Linked DNA regions of Sus scrofa: all the other regions are linked to region 2. Evidence: chromatin contacts called from public Hi-C and HiChIP or PLAC-seq data. All regions are on one chromosome and are shown on one strand. The core of a region is the stretch at or near the end of the contact, and the rest is flanking DNA. Distances in the headings are between cores, read along the strand shown.

Region 1 (3,468 bases), core at 310-2,809, 240 kb before region 2:
TTCTGCCAAGGCAACAGCACATAGAACCGATCCTCAAACTTCTGTTACTCAAACCACAATAAGCAGGGATTGGGGGTCCGCTAAGAATGACAGCCATGTAGAGTACTCTTCTTAATACATACAGGCTGGAAACCTGGATTTCAGTCCACTCTGATTCTTAACGGGGCCGGTGGGGGAGGGGGGACCCTAGGCAAAGCCACTTGACTTCTGTGGGTTCTAGTTGCTTCTTTTGTCACTGGGCTGGCCACACCCACTTGCCAGAAAGTAGGGCTTGGAAGAGCCCAGCTCTGGAATTTGATATCTGGCCTCTTGCCCCCATTTACCATGACGCTCCGCCTCTGAGCTCACGGGGATGCCATCCTTATCTAGCCGCTGCTTGAACAGGTTGTGTTCTACATCCAGCTGCTGTTCCCCAGCTACATCCATGGCATCGATGCTCAGATCTGGAAGCAGGAAGTCAGGGTAAGGGACTGGGATCCTAAAGACAGGGAATCTGGGTTTTGGAGGGTGAGGGGATGCTGGGCTTGTCTTGGGGCAGCAGTGGATGAGGGGAAGGAGGTTGTCCTGGGGTCCAGTCTGGAACCTAAGACTGGAGGCTTGAACCTGGAGGCCCACCTGAGAACCCTGGAACCTGCAATTCCCACCTATGGCGAGGTACTCACAGGCACAAGGCATGTGCGGGAAAAGCACATCGATGTTGATCTTCAGTTTATCTCCCCGGGACTTGTCCACGTAGAGTTCAGGATGCACCTGGGGCAGCACAACCTCAGTAAGAGTTGGCCCCAAGCCTTTCCTTTCCTCTTCCCATCACTAAATCTCATATTCCTAGAATGCCAAGCCCCGCCCACGTGCTAGGCACCGCCCCTTACCTCAGTGGTGAGGTAATACTGCAGCTCAGACAGGAAGAGTAGCAGCATGAGAAGGCCACTGACAATGGTCACTGCAGGGCAAAGAGCGAGAGTCAGAACGGCCTCTGTTCCACTCCCTCAGCCCCCAGCAGGCCGGGCAGGTTCCAGGAGCCACGGCCAAACTCTAGGAGACCTCTCTCCCAGCGACCCTGACCCCGCCACGGCCTACCCGTGGCGCCCCCGCAGGTCTTGACCCGGAAGTCCTCTAGAGTCTTGGGGTAGGCATCGAACTGCTTCAGCTTCCCCAGCGCCTCCATGGGGACCAGCCGGAAAGGGGACGCCAGCGGACCCGCCCCCGCGGCCTGCCGCTTCCGGCCGAGCGCTTGAGCTACGCCCCCTCTCTTTCCTCACGCAGGCGCAGAAAATCTCACGCTTGGCCCCACCCCTCTCTCGCGTTCTCACTCGGGTCGCCCCGCCCTCTGGGTGCCGGTCTTATTTGTGTTCTGCGCTGCCTTCAAGGCCGGGATCTTGAGCTCCGGTGGGGCGGGTGGGGTTCCTTATTTGGAGCAGGATAACCCGAGGGGGAATCTGCTACGTAGGCACAATAATAGCATCATTCACTTACCTTATGCCGGGAATTGCGCCCCGAGTTTCACACCAGACCCTTGGAACAACTTGGAACCTCCTAGAACAATGGTTCTCAAAGTGTCCCCCACCGGCAGCCTCATTATCACCTGAAACTAATCAGAGACGCAAATTATCGTGCCCTAACACAAACCTGCTGAATCAGAAACGCTAGGAATTGTTCCCAGGTGAATTGCAGTTAGAATTTTAGAATCACCCCTGTAAAGTAGATGTGACTTTTTTTTTTTTTTTTAAATGGTTACACCCAAGGCCAGGGATTGAATCTTTGCCAAAGCTGCGACAATGCCAGATTCTCAATGCCAGATTCTTTAAGCCACAGGGCAGGGCTGGGTATCCAACTCCTGCCTCCACAGTTACCTGAGCCGCTGCACTTGGATTCTTAACCCACTGTCCAACAGCAGGAACTCCTAGGTGTGACTTTTATATCCATATTCTGGAGGAGAAACTGTGGCATGGAGAAGCTAAGTAACTTGTCCTAAATCACAGCATTAATTGGCAAGGCCTGGTTCCAAACTTCTGGACCTCAAAGTGCTCTGAGACCAGGGCCTTTGGGTTGATTTTACCCAAACAGCCTCTCAGTGCATGGCTAGTAGAGGTGCATGGTGAAATCATTTCAGTGGCATCATTTCAGGAGCTTTTTTTTTTAGCTTGCACCTGTGGCATATGGAAGTTCTTGGGCTAGGGGTGGAACCTGAGCTTCAGCTGCTGGCCTCTGCTACAGCCTCAGCAACACTGGATCTGAGCCACATCTGTGACCTCTGCCTCAGCTTGTAGCAATGCAGGAGACTTAACCCACTGAGCGAGGCCAGGAATTGAACCTGACACATCAGGTTCTTAACCCACAGAGACACCACGGGAACTCCAGACCAGAGCTTTGATAAGAGATGGTACAGCAGACAGTGGGCAGAGTTCCTGGGAAAAAGTGACTGATAAACTGGGTTAGGGAACGCTTCCAGGGATAGGAGATGGGACACAAGCTGGGTGCCTTGTAGTAGTCTGACTCAAGAGAAGCTTGAGTCCCCCTTCTGTCCCTGGAGTTTGCCAGGAAGGGGAGAAGGAAAGGACTAATTCATATTAACTGAAAACTGACAATATGCCAACTGCTGTCATCCATTCTACATCAGAACAACCCTGGGAAGTAGGTGCTATTTCAAACCTTACTTTATAGATGAGGAAGCAAAGAAATGGATTTTGCCCAAGGTTATGGAGGTAGTTAATGGGGCAAAGCTGGGGTCCAAAGTCTGGTTTTTCTGTCTCCCGAGCCTGGGTCTTTTCCATGCATTAGCTACCATCACCAAGTGCAAGAGAAGTTTATTCTCAGATAGATGCCTAGGGACAACCATAACAGAAATTGTCCTCTCCTTTCTGCCTCATGTCCATTCTGTGCCCATTTGTTACCAGAAGGGGGACCCTTTCAAGGGCCTGAGAATGGGCTCTTGTCAAAACACTCAGAAATCAATTGTCTGAGGAGACATACCTACTAACAAAACAAAAGTATTGAAAAGGGGCACCTGGGCAGAGGGCAGCAGGGTAAGGGAACACAGGAGAACTCCCACGTGTCTAGCAGTCTCAGGGTTTATGATAATGGGGTTAGCTTTCCAGGTTGTTTCTGGTTAATCATCTTACTTGTACCTGTATTTGGTCTGTATTAGGGTCCTTCCTGGCAGTACTCACATCTCTCAGCGAAGATGGATTTCAGCATGAAGGTTTCTGGGAAGTTGGTAGGACATATTGTGGACCAGCACCTCCTTCCTCCTTTTGGCCCCTCCCAGATTCTCCCGGTTAGTTTGTTCCTTATCAAGAACTCCTGTTGTGAGATAGCGCATGCAAACCATTATTATTGTGCTTGGCCAAGGTGGGTAGTTTTGGTCAATGGTTCCCTAACAACTCTCTCTTGAGAGACTTCCTACTCAAGATACTTCTTGGAAACTGGGTTAGAAGTCTCTTTCTTCTGTAGCTACTGCCCGCTGGGTGT
Region 2 (3,758 bases), core at 658-3,157:
TTATAGGTACTCAGTAAATGCCATTCGGCTAAATAAATGGCTACATTCCGTGCACACCATAGATCATTCGGGATCCATCGACCATAAATATGCACATAACCACACACACAAACAAGCGTGCATGCACCAACCAGTGTCTCTTTGTAAGCTGTGTATCCAGTCCTATGCTGTCATACCATAAGGCTGACAAAAGCATCAGATTCAGTCCCTGGGAGACAAGGATTAAATGCATAAACCATTGGTGAGCAAGACAGAGCTGTAACTAATTAAAAGCTAACCAGTGACAGAAGGTGGTAGAGAAAGGAGGGCAAAGAGTAGTGGTGATGATGGAGTGGTGAGAAAGTTTCTTAGAAGAGGCAGCTTTTGAGCCAAGCCTTGCAGGGTGGGAAGAATTTGGACAGATGGAGGTGAGGGTTAGCAGAACTCCTGGTAGAAGTAACCAGGTGAAGAGAGGCCTGGGAGAGGACTGAGGGAGTGGGTCTGAGATGAACTGGGGAGGATGGGGAGGTCGTGGATACTCAGAGTCTGACACACACACACACACACACACACACACACACACACACACACACCATTTTGCTGAGTGTCCCTAGAAATATAGGCTCCCTCAGATAGGGTCCTTTTCCTGAGCTTGCCACCTGCCGGGGACTGTATATGTGATACAAATCAATAAAAGTGGACATGCTATGACCCAGTCGCAGCCTAGTGTATCCTGAGGAAGGCGTAGTTATAAAACTGCAGGCTGGGGACTGGGGAAGGGCATCATCCAAGGAGGGCTCCCAGATGGAGGAGAGTGGATGGCTGCAGACGGCTGGGGGTGGGGTGGGGGGAGGATAGGGGCTCCAAGCTTCCCTATGCCTTCTCTGTGAGTGACATTCTGAGAGACTCTGGGGCTTTTGCAGATTCTATAAAATGTGGGCCAAATTCATGCCCTCCAGTCCACCAGAGCAGGTCTCCTGATAGCTACCTTCTATGAAGTGGGGAGGGGTGGGGTAAGGGGGGGGGAGGGGGAGCAGAAAGTGGCTGCTTTGTGTGATTAAGCACGTGCTAGGGGCACATAGTGGGAGCTCATCAGCCCCCACACCCTTGCCCATTCTGGGTCCTCCCTGACACTGCTTTATCCATCCTCCCCCCTGCAATGGTTTCCTTTACTTCTCTGGCCGCACCTCCTTCCTCAGCCTCTGTCGCGGCCTCAGGTCTCACTTCTGCCTAGTGGACACGTTTTCCATGAGTTTCCTCATCCACCCCAGGCTTCAGTCCCAAATCTCAGCCTTTCAGTCTCTCCAGGGTTCCAGATCAGGCCTGAATATCTGTCCCGCACTTCATTCTATCCCTCACCTCCCCACACCTGCTCTTCCTCCACAGACTTTACTTCAATAAATACTTTCATCAAACAACCCATCTTCTGGAAGACATCCTTTTTTTTTTTTTTTTTTTTAAGGGCCGCACCTGCCGCATATGAAAATTCCTGTCTAGAGGTCGAATTGGAGCTACAGCTGCCAGCCTATGCCACAGCCACACCAGATCCGGAGCCCCCCTGCTGCGATCTTCACTTTGAGGCGACTCCGGATCATTTAACCCACTGAGCGACGAGGTCAGGGATTGAACCTTCATCGTCGTGGATACTAGGCGTGTTCTTAACCCGCTGAGCCACAACGGGAACTCCCAACTCCTCCATTCTGAGGCCTCACGTCCAACCAGCATTGGTCCGGACGTACTTTCTACCTAGCTCCTGATAGAATGAGCAAATGAATGAATGCGAGCTTTGTTGGAGGCGGGGCCAGGTGGGGTCGCAATCCTATTACTTGCAACCATAGAGTCCGCTCGGAGGCCAGAGCTAGAGTGGCCGCATGCGTGGCTGGGTGTGCCGCGCTCTCTCGGAAGTCTCCTAGGGTTGAGGCGGAAACGGGGACCTAAGGAGGGTTGGGGAGGACTGCTGTCGCGTGTGGAGATTGCGTTTACCTGGTGAGCGGTTGTGGCGAGAGACCGAAGGCTCAGCTCGGGCCGCCCTGCGTCGTGAGCGGTGGGGGCCCAAAGATTCGGGGCGGAAGAGTTTGGAGGGGCGCGGTGGGCGGGACCCAAGGTCTGAGGGCCCGAGACGGCCAGGGAGGGGCGCGGCGGGCCTGACGCGCAGCGGCCAGGGGCTGGACCCGGGAGAGGATCCGCCGCGCCTGAACTCCCGTCCCCCCAACCCTTAGGCCTCATGGCGGTCCGAGCGTCGTTCGAGAACAACTGTGAGATCGGCTGCTTTGCCAAACTTACTAACACCTACTGCCTGGTGGCCATCGGAGGATCAGAGAACTTCTACAGGTGCGTAGGAAGGGAGTCCGGGCCCGCGGGTATTGTATGGGTGGGTGGCGGGGAAAAGTGCTTGGAGTCGGGGGCTGCGGCAGAGGGAGGGCTCAGGCCCTTAGGCTCCTGTGCCCACCGAGCTCATGTCTCTACAGTGTATTCGAGGGAGAGCTGGCCGATACCATTCCCGTGGTTCACGCGTCCATCGCCGGCTGCCGCATCATCGGCCGCATGTGTGTGGGTAAGCCGGATGGAAGACGCCGAGGGAGGGCGTGGAGCTTCCCAGCGCCTCCCTAGAAGGGACCCTTAGTGACCCGGGGATTTCCAGGCTTTCATCTATTATCGCCGGAGATTGCAGAATCCCTCAGGCCCGGGCCAGACCAGGCTTAAGTGCCAAAAGATCAGGGGCCATCCCTGGCAAAGGGGCTTCTGGATCATAGTAATCACCAATAACATTAAGGGGTTTCACTTTTACACTTGTTTCATTCCTTTTTAACGAAGATCCTGAGAGGTAGGAATTAATGATCTAATTTGACTGATGAGGAAGCTAAGACTCAAAGAAGCCTGGTGAATCACCCAGTTCCACACCTAGTGTGAGGGAAGATTAGATTGTCCTCTCTCCTAGGCCACTGACTCTGGGCAGATTCCTTGGGGCTCAGCAGGCTTCTTTTGTATTCATGGTCCATCCTTGCCTCATCCCTCTTAATATGGGTCTCTCCAGGGAACAGGCATGGTCTCCTGGTGCCCAACAACACCACCGATCAGGAGCTGCAACACATTCGCAATTGCCTCCCGGATTCAGTGCAGATCCGGCGGGTAGAAGAACGGCTCTCAGCCCTGGGCAATGTCACCACCTGCAACGACTACGTGGCCTTAGTCCACCCAGACTTGGACAGGGTGAGGCAGCCCAGTTTGGCCCAGAGTCACAGGCTATTAGCATAGACAGTGGTTAGCCACTGTTTTTGCCTATCAGGCAGGAATTAGGGGTCTCTCTTGCAGTCTCTTTTTATATCTGGGCTCCTGCAGTTCAGGCACTCTTTGGAATATTGTGATCAGTGTCAGGAAGAAGCTAAGGAGGGTATTAATCCTTTCAGAGTCAGGGAAATTAATCCATCTGGTCCTGCAAGGTGACTCTTGAATGTGGGTTAGAGGGAAGGAGGGTCATGTGGAGACCAGCCTCTGGCTCTTCGGGCATGTGTGGATATTAGACACTCCATAGCTGGCCTAGACTCTGCTCCAAGTTGTATTCCCTCCTTTTTCCGGGCGAGCTTCCACATGCAGCTACCTGGCAGAGGAATGAAGCTTAGGGAGTCACACCCTGGGTGGATCTGGGTGTGGAGGCCCTGGGTTCTTTGATCAGCTTGTTCTTAGCCCAAGCACTGCACCTTTGGCTGACAGGAAACAGAAGAAATCCTGGCTGATGTGCTCAGGGTTGAAGTCTTCAGGCAGACAGTGGCTGATCAGGT
Region 3 (3,493 bases), core at 343-2,842, 180 kb after region 2:
TGTTTCTCAGAATATCACTTGCCTTGTATGGTTGTTTATAGTGTCTTGTACAGAAAGTTTTAACATTTTTAAGGACCAGACTTGTCAATCTTTTTCTATTCATGACTTCTGGATTTTATGATTGAGAAGAATTTTCTACCCCCAAATCATGAAAGTATTCCCACATATTCACTTCTACTATTTTTATACTTGGATTTTTAACATCTCATATAATTTGCATATCATAATTTTATGAGGTATAATTGACATATCATAAAATTCACTCATTTTGAGTGTACAATCCAATGATTTTTAGTCAAATAAGGGATGTATCACCATTACCACAAACCAGCTTTAGAACTATATTTTGATTTTGTTATATGTAACTTAATATGTCTGAGATTCATTTTAGCTTTTGCTGTAAAGTTTAAGACCTAAATTTTTTTTTCTTTCCCCATTGATTTGAAATGTCTCCCTTACCACATGCTAAAGTTCCAAGTATATCTGGATCTGGTCCCTGGTCTCCCTGTCTTGGGGTCACAAATAGGGTTTTACTTGGCCTATGGAGTTTTCAGAACTGGGTAATTTCACATCAAAACCCAGCTTTTTGGCTGTTCTGGAAAAACTAGACGATTCAGCAACAATCTGCAGGAGAGGGTAGAGATCACTCCTTTTGATGGGCCTGAGGATGGTGACCACAATCCCAGTGTGCCAGGAACAATCCCTATATATGCCTGCTGTCCTGTTGTAATTGTTAGCAGCATCCTTTCATTCTTAAATATGTTCTGATTTGAGCAATAAACTATGCGGCACAATCTCCACCATTCCTTATTGCATCACACCCAGCATTCCTCTTTCATTTATTTTACATGATCCCCTCCCAGGAAGAAAAAAGGAGAGGAGAGGACGAGATCCTGCCACAGAAATTTGCCAAAAAAAATGATTACGTTGGTTCGGAGTAGAGAGAACATACCGTCCTGTGTGGAGAAATTACGACGTTTCCTCTGACAGAGAATATGATGTCACAATTTACCAATCCTTTCCCCTTCCATTATTTCATTTAACTTCACGACAATCTAGTTACACATCTTACCCAGTTTGTTACTGTGTATTTGCATATGGATTTGCTGACCTCCCCTGTAACTTGCATTTGAAAACAGGGACTTTGTTCTGCTCAGCACTGTTTTCCCAAGGACTGTTCGGTACTGATAGAGCGGGCCCCAAGGAACTATTTACTGGCTGAACAGACTCCCAGGAACTATCGACTGAATGAACTAACAAGAAACTGAGGCTCAGGTCCGTGGCGAGTCAAGGGTAGAGAAAGAGGCAAGCAGGAATCACATCAGGCGGCCAGATTCCTGGTCTGGAACCCAGGATCTTCTAGCTAGTTGGCTATAACCTCCCCAAATAGGCAAGAAATGGGAGAGTGCGCACGCAGAGACTTGTCTTCGACGTCAGAGGACCTCGCCAAAATGCTGGGCCAGAGAAACAAGTGGCGCAGGGGACGCCAGGCTCTCTCGCACCTGCCCGCCTCAGATCAAGACTACAGTTCCCAGCAGCCCCCGCGGGGCTCACGGCTCTGCCACGCGGCTTGCGCCTCCGCCGTCAGCCCAGTGGGGGCGCTGCGGCGACCCCTCCGCCGCCCCGTAGAAATCTCCGCGGCCCCGGGGCCGCTTGCTTCCTGTTTGTCGGACGAGGAGACATGGCGGCGGCGCCGGCGGCTGCTGGATCTGGGGCCGGCCGGGCGCGACGGGCGGCGGCAACGGTGGCGGCTTGGGGCGGATGGGGCGGCCGGCCGCGGCCTGGTAACATTCTGTTGCAGCTGCGGCAGGGCCAGCTGACCGGCCGGGGCCTGGTCCGGGCGGTGCAGGTAGGAAGTCGGCCCGGAGGGGCGGGGCGGGGTGGACCGGGCGGGAGCTGGCCGAGGGCCGGCGAAGAGGCCTTTCCAGGCCGCCGCAGTACGGGCCCGACCCCTCTTGGCCGGCCGTTGGGCCTTTCTGTGGGCTCTCCGGACGCTGTCAGCCGCGGCAGGACAGTGAGTGGGCAGTGGCAGGCTAGAGGACCTGTGTTAGGGGCTGAGCAAGGCTGAGCTGCATCAGGCATTGATGGCGTGTACGAGTCCGGGGCCCAGCTCCTGGATCCTCCCTTCCTTGCGCCACGTCTGCACGTCTGGAGGACCCTGAGCGAGTTTGCTTTAGCCTCTATGGTCCTTGAGTTTCTCCCCCATGAATTGGGCGGTGGGTCATCACTGCAGCTCCTAAAAGGATCTCAGCTCCTAAAAGGTTCTCTCCTAAAATGTCATTCAGAGAGGCCTTTCCTTGACATAACCCCCCACCCCCACCCCAGAGTAGGTTCCCATTGTTATTCAGTTACAGACCTGAATTCGTTTTGTTCACATTACTTTCTCAGTCTGTAATTACATATTTCTTTGTTGTCTACTTTTTTTCTCGCCTGTATTCCACATTAAGCTGAGCTCCAGCGGGTGCAGGGACTGTATCTGTTTTGCCGGTGTAGAGCGTCATGGTTAAGAGCTAGGGCTGTAGAGTAAGGCCTGGATTCAGAATCCTGCTTTTTCTTGCTTGGTCAAATTACTTTTCTGTGCCTCAGTTTCCTTATTTGTAAAATGGAGATGATAATTAGTAAGCTACCTGTTAAGGTGTTGTGAAGATAAAAGACAATCGTGTAAAAGGTTAAATACATTTCTGGTGCATAATAAGAAACTGAAGGGTAATCAGTTAATATTAATGCTATACTTGGTATCTGGCTTATAATATGTGCTCAATATATGATTAGTCTGTCTGTCTTTCTTTCTTCCTTTCTTTCTTTTTCTTTTTTTTTTTGAGTGAATGAAGAACACTGCTTTAGGGTAAAGCAGGGTGAATTAAGACCTAGGCCGCTCGCCCTTTCCCCTCCCCCTTCACATTCCCAGAACTTAACATTGGAAACACACCTGTAAAACATTAGCTTAATTTAAGGACAGCTTTTGCATAAAGAAATTTTTGAAGTATATACAAGAAACTAACAAAGTGGTTGGTTCAGGAGTGGGGTGGGACTTGGGTGGATGGGGGAGGGAATGAGAGTGAGACTTTTCACAGTACAGCTTTGTATATTGACTTAATTTTGAACCATTTCAATATTAACTCATATGAATAAAAGGACCGAATAAAAGGTAAAAACCAGGTGGTCTGTGTTTGTATAAAGTTACACAGATGAAGAGCAGTTCTGGGTGAGCAGTATTTCCCTGGACATCAGTTAACCATAGATGAGCAACTTTTCCCTCTTTGTGTTTTTCTGTTTGCCTTAAGATCCTGGAAATACTTGCTTTATCCTTTAACCCAAAGACCCTTACTGAGTAGGTAGGAACAGGTGGAAAGGGAACTAACTCAGCTTTACTGAGCATATATATACCTTGGATCAAGCCTTGCCCAGGCTATACAGTGTCTTTATTTAATCCTCGATCTTTTGAATCAAGTAGCAGTACTCATCTCTTAACACAGATAAAGAAACTCTGAGG
Region 4 (3,878 bases), core at 113-2,612, 170 kb before region 2:
GCAGAGTGCAAAAACCCAGCAGTGAGCTTACGGCGCCTTCAGAAAGCGACGAGGTAAGGTTTCTGAAAAAGTGATACTTAAGTTGGGTCCCGAAGAATGAGAGTTCCAGAGTGGGGCGGCGGGTAGGACCGGACTTTCGGACAGTCACATGCAAAGCCCCAAGGGCAGAGGAAGTCGCGAAATCCTGGGAGCCTGGAGCGGGACGCGCAGGAGAGCGCAGCGCCTTATCCTGACAACCCCAGGGTCGGGAAGCTCCCTTTCTGCAAGGTCTGGAGCCCAGAGCGGTAGCAACAGCAGGACGCGGAGGCCAGGGGCCAGAGCCCCAGAACAGGACCCAGCCTCTTTTGGGCCTCTGAGTTTCTTCTGGGAAACCGGAGGCCGCTGCCCGAATGGGATTCCCAGGAGCACCCTAGTCGCTGGGCCTTGGACCGTTAACACGGGTACCTCCCGCCCGCCCCTGAGGCCCTTCCTCACCACGCTCCGCTCCCGCAGGTTCCCAGGGTGCTCCTCAGCGCGGGAGTCGGTGAAGCTGCAGCTGAGGCCGGGCGGGGGAGGCGGGGCGGGGGCTCACGGAGTGGCTGGGGCGCAGGCCCCGCCCCCCAAACTCCCGCCCTTTCGGAGAGCCCTGCCGCTCCAGCCGGCGCTCCAGAGAGGACTGCATCGCCTTAGGGGCCTCTCGCCATGTTGAGTACTGGCAGCTGTTTTACAAGAGTGGCCCAGAAGAAAAGAAGGGATTATGTTAAGAGACGTTAGATTTCCTCGCCCGAAATGGAGACATCCAGGGTTGCTTATTTGAGCAAAGGAAGTTTCGGTAACAGAAAACACTTGCCCTCAATCGTATCCCTTTTGGCTTCGAGGTTACATACGGCGCATGTGTGTGGTCGCCTCGTTCTAGATGCGCCTGCGCAATGCTCCACTCCCAAACCTGAGTACAATTAACTACGTGCTGAAGGAAACTGGCTCCTGGTCGCGGCAAAACTCAGCTTCAATCTCCGAAACTCCAAGTAGCTTCAGGCTACTCAACATTCATAATATAATTACTTAATGTCATTTGAATACACTTTGCACCGGAGACTGCCTGAATGTCCTGCATCCCACTGGAGAGCTACAGTTTATATAATTTTCTGAATAAGCCTGACTCTCTCTAGAGGACTCTAGAGCGTGTTTTGCACATGGATTATCAATGCACTTTTTTAGAGCTGTAAATTTTATTTACCTGCCATTCTTTTCCACTCCTTGGTTCTCAAATTTTAGTTGGAGAGTCTCTTGTGCAGCGGTTTAAGGATTTGTCGTTGTCACTGCAGTCGCTTAAGTTGCTGCTTTGGCCCGGTTTCTATCCCTGGTCCAATAACTTCCATATGCCCTGGGTGCGGCCAAAAAAATAAATAAAAATTAAAAAATAAAATTTGAGTTGGGGTGTTCCCGTAGTGGCTCAGAGGTAAAGAACCTGACTGGTATCTACGAGGATGCGGGTTTGATTCCTGGCCTCGATCAGTGGGTTAAGTGTCCCGCGTTGCCCTGAGCTGTGGTGTACCTCGACAACGCGGCTGGGACCCCCCCCAAAAAAAAGACAAAAAAATTGGGATTAAAAAACAATAACGGGTATTTCTTAAAATGTAGAGTTTTTTTGTTTGTTTTTTGTCTTTTTAGGGCCACACCCGTGGCATATGGGGTTTCCAGGCTGGGGGTCGAATTGGAGCTGTAGCTGCCAGCCTACACCCACAGCCACAGACACACTGGATCAGAGCCTCCTCTGCAACTGATCCCACAGTTAATGGTAACACTGGATCCTTAACCCACTGAGCAAGGCCAGGGATCAAACCTGAGTCTTCGTGGATACTAGTTGGGTTTGTTAACCACTGAGCCACAACAGGAACTCCAAAATGTAGACTTTTGGATTCCACCCATGGAGAGTCAGTAAACCAGGCATGGAGCCCAGGAATGTGTCTTCCAGCAAATACCCTGAGTGATTATGATGCATTGGGAACACATTTTGAGAAGCATAGCATAAGTTTGTGTATCTCTAGCACCCAGCACAAAGGCTGGTACAAAATAGGTGCTCAGTAAGTGCTGAGTGAACGGATGGATTGATGGGTAGTAGGAGTGAAACAGGCAATGCACAGCCAAAGGGAACCTGAGAAGGGAGCACTTCAATAAGAGCTATATTGTATCTTTTCTCCTAAAAGAACAAAAGTTCTTTCTTTGGGGGGGGGTCTTTTGAGGGCCCCACTCACCCCTGCATGTGAAGTTTCCCAGTCTAGGGGTCTAATCTGATCCCTAACCCACTGAGCGAGGCCAGAGATCAAACCCACAACCTCATGGTTCCTAGTCGGATTCGTTGCTGCTGTGCCACAGCAGGAACTCCCAAAATAAATTCTTAATAGTTACCTTGAGGGAAAAAAAAAATAGTAAGTTGGCAGGGAGGGAGGACAATGAATCTGAAAAGCAAACTATCTTGAAAGAGAAGAAAAAACATCCAGGACATTGGACAGAGAAAAAAGATACAAAGACTCAGTTGTGTGGGAATCCACCCCAAGAAGATGGTCCCCTGACAGGTTGTGTGCAAGAATAGTCACTGCAGTATTTGGAATGTTACCCACACCAACCTCAGGGCTTTTGCAGATGCTTTGCCATCTCCTAGGCCAGTTTTGCCAGAGCTCTTGGATTAGCTGATAACTTCCTCTCTTTCAGGTCTCAAATCAGTTAGGTCTTCCCTGACCATGCTATTTACAGTAATACCCTATCATTTTCTATCACAGTGCTCTTTTTATAGTATTTCCTACTTTTTTTTTTTTTTTTTGGTTTACCTGTTATCTTTCTCCCTCTCTAAAATTTAAGTTTCCTGAGGCTAGAAGACTATGTCTGACTTAGCATTTAACATAGAACCTGACACATATTAGGTGCCAAATAAGTCTCCATGGAGTTCTTGTTGGGGCTCAGCAGCTTAAAAACCCAGTTGAGATCCACAAGGATGTGAGTTTGATTCCTGGCCTCATTCAGTGGGTTAAGGATCCTGTATTCCCGCAAGCTGTGGTGTGGATCACAGATGGGGCTCTTTAATCCCAAGTTGCTGTGGCTGTGGTATGGGCTGGTAGCTGCAGCTCTGATTCAGCCCCTAGCCCAGGAAATTCCATGTGATGCAGGATCAGCCCTAAAAAGAAAAGAAAAGAAAAAAAAAATCATCCATGGGCTGAATGAAATCAGCCCCAGTATTACAAAGGTTAAGGACATAAAATCCATCTACATACTGCGCAATACATTTTAAGACAAAGAGGAATAAACATAGGTTTCAGACTATCAAGACATATCAACAAAGGGCAAATGGAATAGAAGGTGATTAAAACCAAACAGGAATCTTTAATCTTAGTAAAAATAATTCATTAATACATATCCTCATTCATTTATTCATTCACCCAGCAAACATTTATTTATATGTATTAGTATTAGATAATAATACTATGTATTAACAGCAAGTTGGAAATTGTATTAAAGCATAATAAAATATACTCAATATGCTGTAATAAGCTAGATGGGAAGAAAGAATGGATATATGAATATGTATAACTTAATCACCTTGCTCTACACCTGAAACTAATACAACATTGTAAGTCAACTATACGCCAGAAAAATACCCAGTACTGGGTATTTTGTCTGGGCCAGAGCAGAAACTGCAGTTAGCTGATGCCTGAGAGTGGGTAACATTCCCCCCAGAGGTTCTGTAGGCTCTGAAAGTACATCAGCCTTCAAACAGCCTATGACGTACCAGGGACACTTGAGACAAACCAAAGGGTGTTCATATCCATCCCTTGAATTGCTTGGGACCCAAGAATTCTTTGGGAAAAGACAATCTAGCCACAATTAGAGTCTGGCCATGTTCA

What was found. Hi-C and Micro-C count contacts between places; a contact is called where the count stands out from the background. HiChIP or PLAC-seq counts read pairs in DNA pulled down with a chosen protein or histone mark.
Region 1: a contact with region 2 is called in an H3K27ac HiChIP or PLAC-seq map of alveolar macrophages. The contact joins the promoter of ERGIC3 here to the promoter of EIF6 in region 2. A contact is called at or near these places in 1 of 5 promoter capture datasets (liver) and 1 of 2 datasets of contacts at active chromatin or transcription factors (alveolar macrophages).
Region 3: a contact with region 2 is called in a Hi-C map of liver, with 2.6 times the contacts expected there. The contact joins the promoter of TRPC4AP here to the promoter of EIF6 in region 2. A contact is called at or near these places in 3 of 5 promoter capture datasets (fetal liver, fetal skeletal muscle and liver), 6 of 47 Hi-C or Micro-C datasets (embryonic fibroblasts, fetal heart ventricle, liver and 2 more) and 1 of 2 datasets of contacts at active chromatin or transcription factors (alveolar macrophages).
Region 4: a contact with region 2 is called in an H3K27ac HiChIP or PLAC-seq map of alveolar macrophages. The contact joins the promoter of CEP250 here to the promoter of EIF6 in region 2. A contact is called at or near these places in 4 of 5 promoter capture datasets (fetal liver, fetal skeletal muscle, liver and 1 more), 6 of 47 Hi-C or Micro-C datasets (adipocytes, embryonic fibroblasts, epiblast stem cells and 3 more) and 2 of 2 datasets of contacts at active chromatin or transcription factors (alveolar macrophages and skeletal muscle).

The regions. Positions count from the first base shown.
Region 1 is chr17:38,882,921-38,886,388 of Sscrofa11.1, reverse strand. It overlaps ERGIC3 (endoplasmic reticulum-Golgi intermediate compartment protein 3), which reads right to left and starts at 1,559. Exons shown (of 14, transcript XM_021078263.1): 1 at 1,474-1,559; 2 at 870-940; 3 at 663-750; 4 at 324-443. The coding sequence starts at 917.
Region 2 is chr17:38,642,044-38,645,801 of Sscrofa11.1, reverse strand. It overlaps EIF6 (eukaryotic translation initiation factor 6), which reads left to right and starts at 1,907. Exons shown (of 7, transcript NM_001243577.1): 1 at 1,907-1,965; 2 at 2,199-2,310; 3 at 2,448-2,533; 4 at 3,014-3,189; 5 at 3,691-3,758. The coding sequence starts at 2,204. FAM83C (protein FAM83C) reads left to right here. Exons shown (of 4, transcript XM_021078085.1): 4 at 1-817.
Region 3 is chr17:38,466,389-38,469,881 of Sscrofa11.1, reverse strand. It overlaps TRPC4AP (short transient receptor potential channel 4-associated protein), which reads left to right and starts at 1,592. Exons shown (of 19, transcript XM_003359957.4): 1 at 1,592-1,849. The coding sequence starts at 1,682.
Region 4 is chr17:38,807,208-38,811,085 of Sscrofa11.1, reverse strand. It overlaps CEP250 (centrosome-associated protein CEP250), which reads right to left and starts at 1,362. Exons shown (of 34, transcript XM_013985307.2): 1 at 475-1,362.